Regions from separate parts of the Oryctolagus cuniculus genome. Here region 1 is linked to region 2. A link is a contact called in public Hi-C data. All regions are on one chromosome and are shown on one strand. The core of a region is the stretch at or near the end of the contact, and the rest is flanking DNA. Distances in the headings are between cores, read along the strand shown.

Region 1 (3,242 bases), core at 72-2,571, 55 kb after region 2:
TTGCCATGGGGCCCTGCAGGAATTCCTGTCATGCTTCAGGCAAGCCATGTCAGCGCCCTGTGGGGTTTTCTTCCTTCCTGAGTGTGTGACGGAGCGGGGTGTTGTCCGGGGCATCTGTTTGCCATTTCACATGTGGCTTGTGTGGCTGCTGTTGGTAGTTGTTTTAAGGACTGCAAGGTATATGAAATCCAGTAAATGAATAAAAATACTTGATTTCCTAAGAAGCTTGATATGAGGTATGGCTGTTTCTTCTGAGAGGCTCGTTGGTAACCCCACACTCTGTTGGTGGATAAGATAAGGGACCCATGGGCTTGGCAAGAGCTCAAGATCTCCTTAGTCCCAGCTTCATACCAACAGGGGAAAATTCATGGAATATCTTCTACAATATCCTTAACAGATCATCCACATTTCATTTTATTGAATACTTCTTGTGACTGTGTACTTACCGTGTGATCCTACAATTCTAGTTCATGTTTGAACAGCTAAGCGTGATTAGAAGGCATCTGTTCATCCAGCTATCTTTGTATCCGTCTATCATCTCTTTTGAAAGGCAAAGACAGGGCCAGCGCCGCGGCTCAATAGGCTAATCCTCCGCCTGCTGCGCTGGCACCCTGGGTTCTAGTCCCGGTCGGGGCACCGGTTCTGTCCTGGTTGTTCCTCTTCCAGGCCAGCTCTCTGTTGTGGCCCGGAGTGCAGTGGAGGATGGCCCAGGTCCTTGCGCCCTGCACCCGCATGGGAGACCAGGAGAAGCACCTGGCTCCTGGCTTTGGATCGGCACAGCGCTGGCTGTAGCAGCCATTTGGGGGGTGAACCAATGGAAAAAAGAAGACTTTTATCTCTGTCTCTCTCTCTCACTGTCTAAATCTGCCTGTCAAAAAAATAAAAAATAAAAATTAGAAAAAAAAAAGAAAGGCAAAGACAGAGAGGGTTCTTTGATCTGTTCATTCACTCCTCAAATGCCTGCAACAGCAGGGGCTGGGCCAGGCTGAAGCCAGGAGCCAGGAACTCAATCCAGGTCTCCCACATGGTTGGCAGGGACCCAGCTACTTGAGCCATCACCTGCTGCCTCCCAGGGCGCCCATTATCAGGAAGCTGGAATGGAGAATAGAGCTGGGGATGCAGACTTTCCTAGCAGCATCTTAAGAGGAAGGCCTTCTGACCTTCAAGCTGACCCTACTGCCGGGGAAGTTGGTCCCTCCCACATACCCCAGAACTATGTGGAGTCGGCCTGTCCCTGACCCTTTCTCCAGTAACATTCTGTCTCTTCCTCCCTCTTCCCCCTCTTTATCTGAACTGCCTGTGACCGCCTCTGTCGTCACAGTTATCTGCATGAGTTTCTAAGCCGGCCGAGTCAAGTGTAGACTCTTTGTCAGACATGTGTTTGAGTTGCCCGAGTGAACCCAGCACTGTGTCATCCTTACTGCATTTTTATTGGAGGGAGGCATGATCGAATAAGGAAGCTTTTGGAGAAATTTGCTTTGAAAAAAGTGAAGACCGGGATGGAAAGAACAGCGCCCGAGGTGCTCTGGGCTGGTCTTGATCTGTCCGCCACTCCCACCCCACAAGAGCTGTCGGCGTCGGCGTCCTCTTCCGGAGGTGAAGATTCCCAGCGCTGAGTGTCCCCGTTTGCGGAAGCAGGACGTTCACCCGGAGAGTGGAGGAGCCTGAGTCCAAAACACAGAGAGGTGAGCTGGGCCTGGGGACAGATGAGGGAGCCGAGGACCCTGGCAGGTGGCTCTTCTGCGTTTGGTGAGCGTATACGGTAACTATGCTGTGAGCAGGTCCTGGTTTACCAAAGTTACCTGCTTTGTAGTCTGAGGTTCCACCTCTCTGGAGCAATGTGTGGACTCGCTGTGTTTATCTTCCTTGTGTTGTGAGGTTGTATTCTCTTTGGGGAAAGGCTTGTCCATATCAGCGTCTGTGTTAGTCAACTGAAAACCTGGCCATCCTGGCTATTTCTCCAGTTCCGTCTTCCTTGTGAGACACCCTCAGTGTCCAGTCCCTGTGTCTCCTGGTTCTGCTGGAGGGGGTCCCCCTCTTAAAAAGAAGAAAGAAGCCGGCGCCGCGGCTCACTAGGCTAATCCTCCGCCTAGCGGTGCCGGCACACCAGGTTCTAGTCCCGGTCGGGGAGCCGGATTCTGTCCCGGTTGCCCCTCTTCCAGGCCAGCTCTCTGCTGTGGCCAGGGAGTGCAGTGGAGGATGGCCCAGGTGCTTGGGCCCTGCACCCCATGGGAGACCAGGAGAAGCACCTGGCTCCTGGCTCCTGCCATCGGATCAGCGCGGTGCGCCGGCTGCAGCGTGCCGGCCGCAGCGGCCATTGGAGGGTGAACCAACGGCAAGGGAAGACCTTTCTCTCTGTCTCTCTCTCTCACTGTCCACTCTGCCTGTCAAAAAATAAAAAAATTAAAAAAAAAAGAAGAAAGAAAAAGATTTATTTATATGAGATGGAAGGAGAGAAAGTGCACGCAAGCCAGTGAGCTCGATCTTCCATCCGTTGATTCACTTCTCCAATGGCCATGACAGCTGGGGCTGGGCCAGGCTGAAACCAGGAGCCAGGAACTCCATCCAGGTCTCCCGTGTGGGAGGCCAGAGCTCAAGTACTGGAACCATCATCTGCTTGCCGGCTGCATTAAGTAGAGAGCTGAATCTGAAGCAGAGCAGCCAGGACTTGAACCAGCACTCTGATAGGGGGTGTGTGCCTCTCAAGTGGCAGCTTTAACCCACTGGGCCGCAATGCCCGCCCCTCCTGGGGGTGTCTCTCTCTCTCTCCTGTTCTTCCTGAATGGAAGATCTGGCCTACAGAATCAGGGTGTGGGCCACTGGGTCTCCCATGACCTGGTGCCCGAGCACATGCTTGGCAGGTGGGAGCAGGTCACCCACACGACTTCTCTCCCAGCTCTGCTCTCCGACTTGTACAAGGAGCCCGAGGTATCCAAGCAACTCTGTACATTCCAAGTAATTGACAGCATCATAGAATCTCTGAACCAGAACCGGAACTCTGGAGTTGGCAGCTGTCTTGTGTCTTTGCATGGGCCAGCCCCAGAAACACCTGGGGCAATGGAGGCTCCACTCCTCCTCCAAGTTTACTAGGCAAGACCGGCAACCATAGGACAAGGTAGGCTGTCCTCATGAGAGCCCCACGGGCTTTGCCTTTGAGAGCACCTTCACCCGCATTTCCTGTTTTCTAACCCTATCATTTATTTCTCCCAAAATCTTCTTGGCCAGACAGAGCGGACGGATAC
Region 2 (2,886 bases), core at 222-2,721:
GTAGTGATGAGGCTCAAGTAATTGGACTCCTACCACCCACATGGGAGACCCAGATGGGATTTGGTTCCTGGCTCTGATGTTGCCCAGCACTGGCTGTTAAAGGCATTTAGGGAATGAACTAGTAGATGGGAGTGTAGTATCTGTCTCTCTTTCTGACCTGCAAAAAAGATAAAGAATAAATATACACATACCCTAGCTGTTACAGGCATTTAGGGAATAAACCAGCCCCTGGGTGGGAGCATGTGTGTACTTGCTCTCTTTCTGTGACCCTCCAAAAAGAGAGGGAAAGAATATGTACTTATACACCTCAAACAGAGAAGATGATGTTTATGTTTCTGAATTATCACTATGCTCTAAGTGCCTATCATTTAAGACAGTGGAGTAGGGCTGGTGTTGTGGTGAAGTGGGTTAAACCGCCACCTGCAACACTTGCATCTCATATGGGCGCCAATCTGAGTCCCTGCTGTTCGACTTCCAGTCCAGCTCTCTGCTCATGCAACTGGAAAAGCAGCAGAAGATGGTCCAAGTCCCTGGGCCCCTACTACCCAAGTGGGAGACCTGGAAGAAGTTCCTGGCTCCTGGCCCAGCTCCAGTCATTGAAGCCATTTGGAGAGTGAACCAACAGATGGAAGAGCTCTGTCTCTCCCTCCTCTCTATAACTCTGCCTTTCAAATGAATGAATCTTAAAAAAAAAAAAAAAAAAAAATGGATCAGTTGCATACAGAAAACCATAATCTTTATGGACAAAACAATGGTAAGGAAAAAAAGCTTTTGAGATGGGTTCAGGCTTTAAAGAAAGTCTACAGATTACTTGGATTTTCTCAGGTTTCTGATGTCCTTTATCTGCTCTGGGTTGCTGTCCAGGACACCACGTCACATGTAGTTGTCTTATCTCCTCAGGCTCCTTTTGATTGTGAGTTTCCCAGGTTCCATGTTTTTGGTGACCTTGAGAGCTTTGACGAGTGCTAGTCATATATTCTGTAGACTGCCTCAATTGGGACTTGTCAAATGTTTTCCCTATGATTAGATGAGGTGTTTGGTTTTTTTTGTTTTTTTGGTTTTTTTTTTTTAGATTTATTTATTTGAAAAGCAGGGTGATAGAGACAAAGAATAAGATCTTCAGTCTGCTCATTCAGTCCCCAAATGCCCGCTGAAGCCAGAAGCCAAGAACTCCATCCAGGTCACCCATGTGGGTGGCAGGGACCCAAGAAGATTTGAGCCATCATGCACTGCCTTCCCAGGCCCATTAGCCGGAAGCTGGATTGGAAGGGGAGAAGGTGGGGCTCCAACTGCCATGCATGTGGGATTGGGGGATCCCAAGTGGTGGCCTAACCTGCTGCATCACAACACCCAGCCCTTTTGGGGAGGAAGAACACAGAGGGAAAGTGCCATTCTGTCATACTATGTCAAGAGTGTGTACTGTCAGCGTGACTTAACACTGCCGGTGCTGACCTTGATCTGCCTTGGAGTGGTTTATCCGGTTTCTCCACTGTGGACTCTTTGGAAGGAAGCCACAGTGTGCGTCACGTTCTGCCTCTGTGAGCATGGAGAATCTGTGTGAATGATTAGAGGTTCTGCATGGGAGATTTGTCTCGCCTGCCTTTACATGTTTATTGAGTTATTTGTATCTATCTGTGTAGGTAATGGGAAATGTACTTTATACTTTGGATTGTGTTCCAGTAATCTTTATCTCTTGCTCGAATTGTTCTGGCTTCGGTTATTGAGAACTTTTCACTTGGTTCCTGTGTCCCTTCGACATGTTCCTGTCATTTTGATATTTTGGTTTTTGATCATTTCCTTGCTTTCATAGAGGTAAAAGAAGAGCTACCCTTCACCCTCTGAAGATTTGTTGGCATTAACTGACTGTAGATAGATTAATAGGAGAAATGGTAAACAAATTTAACCTAATGTGCTTGGCTGGATAGCAATCACAGTTGTGTGGTTATCCAGTAACCTGGTGAGGTCCAAATGCTTATGAATTCTTCAGAGGGAGAGGGAAATGGGGAATGTGTCCATTTTGAGGGGCAGTAAATGATTGTAGTGAGTGCCTGGGCCCAGTGCTTAGACCATAGTCTATAGATGATTCTATGGAATTGAGTGGGCCTAGGAAACAGGCAATCACTTGTGACAGAATCTGTCTGGGGGTGGTTATATCCTTTAATCTTATGCAGATACGAGTTTGTTTCCTGAAGCTCAGGGACAAGACCAAAGGTGGTGGTTTTCTTTGGTGGTCCATCCTTTAGGCAGATGCGAGGATGTCAGAACAAGTATCTTCCTCCATCTGCTGCTATCTGAGGGCCTTTTATTTAAAATCATCAGCAAACCAGGGCACCATATTTTGGTGGAATTCACTTTCTGGCACTATAAAGGTGCTCTGGAGTTATTTTGTATGAATTTAGTTCCTTCAAAAACTTTTTTCCCAGAATGATACTAGAAACCAAGTTCTGAGCACTGAGTATGCTTGTTGCCGCTGAGCATCCTGCTTCTAGTGCCTCCCAGCAGACACAGCAAGGAGATACGTATGTGTATACCAGCCTGTGGGCATTCTCATGTCTGAGAATGCTTGTGCAAGCATAGGTATGTGTCCTTCTATTTATTAAGCTAGACATGAGTTTCTACTGCTGTCTACAAGTCTGATCTAGTGACGTGGGTCATGCTGGCCTTCTCTCTTGTCTGAAACCAACAATGAGAAATCTTGTATCCATCATCCCATTTACTTAATTGTTCAATTCTAGTATGCATTGTTAAATTGTTAAGCCATGCATTTGGGATAAAACTTTATCATCTTTATCATCCAGAGTACAGTACCACATAGAGTTACTTCCTTTTTGCTGTCATTCTCACCAATTCCCCTCCTTTCCAAAATTACTTAGATCTGCAACTTTT

What was found. Hi-C and Micro-C count contacts between places; a contact is called where the count stands out from the background.
Region 1: a Hi-C map of an unstated tissue shows a contact between it and region 2, with 2.4 times the contacts expected there. The contact joins the promoter of HK1 here to the enhancer-like site in region 2. A contact is called at or near these places in 2 of 6 Hi-C or Micro-C datasets (skin fibroblasts and an unstated tissue).

What each region holds. Positions count from the first base shown.
Region 1 is chr15:61,066,316-61,069,557 of mOryCun1.1, forward strand. It overlaps HK1 (hexokinase 1), which reads left to right and starts at 1,322. Exons shown (of 21, transcript XM_070057777.1): 1 at 1,322-1,685. HKDC1 (hexokinase domain containing 1) reads left to right here. Exons shown (of 18, transcript XM_070057778.1): 18 at 1-230.
Region 2 is chr15:61,010,805-61,013,690 of mOryCun1.1, forward strand. No RefSeq gene overlaps it. Among named protein-coding and RNA genes, the nearest start is that of HKDC1, 5.6 kb to the right of the region's middle. Within about 2 kb of position 1,472, at least 1 of the 8 cell types and tissues checked has an H3K27ac peak or open chromatin away from gene starts, as enhancers often do.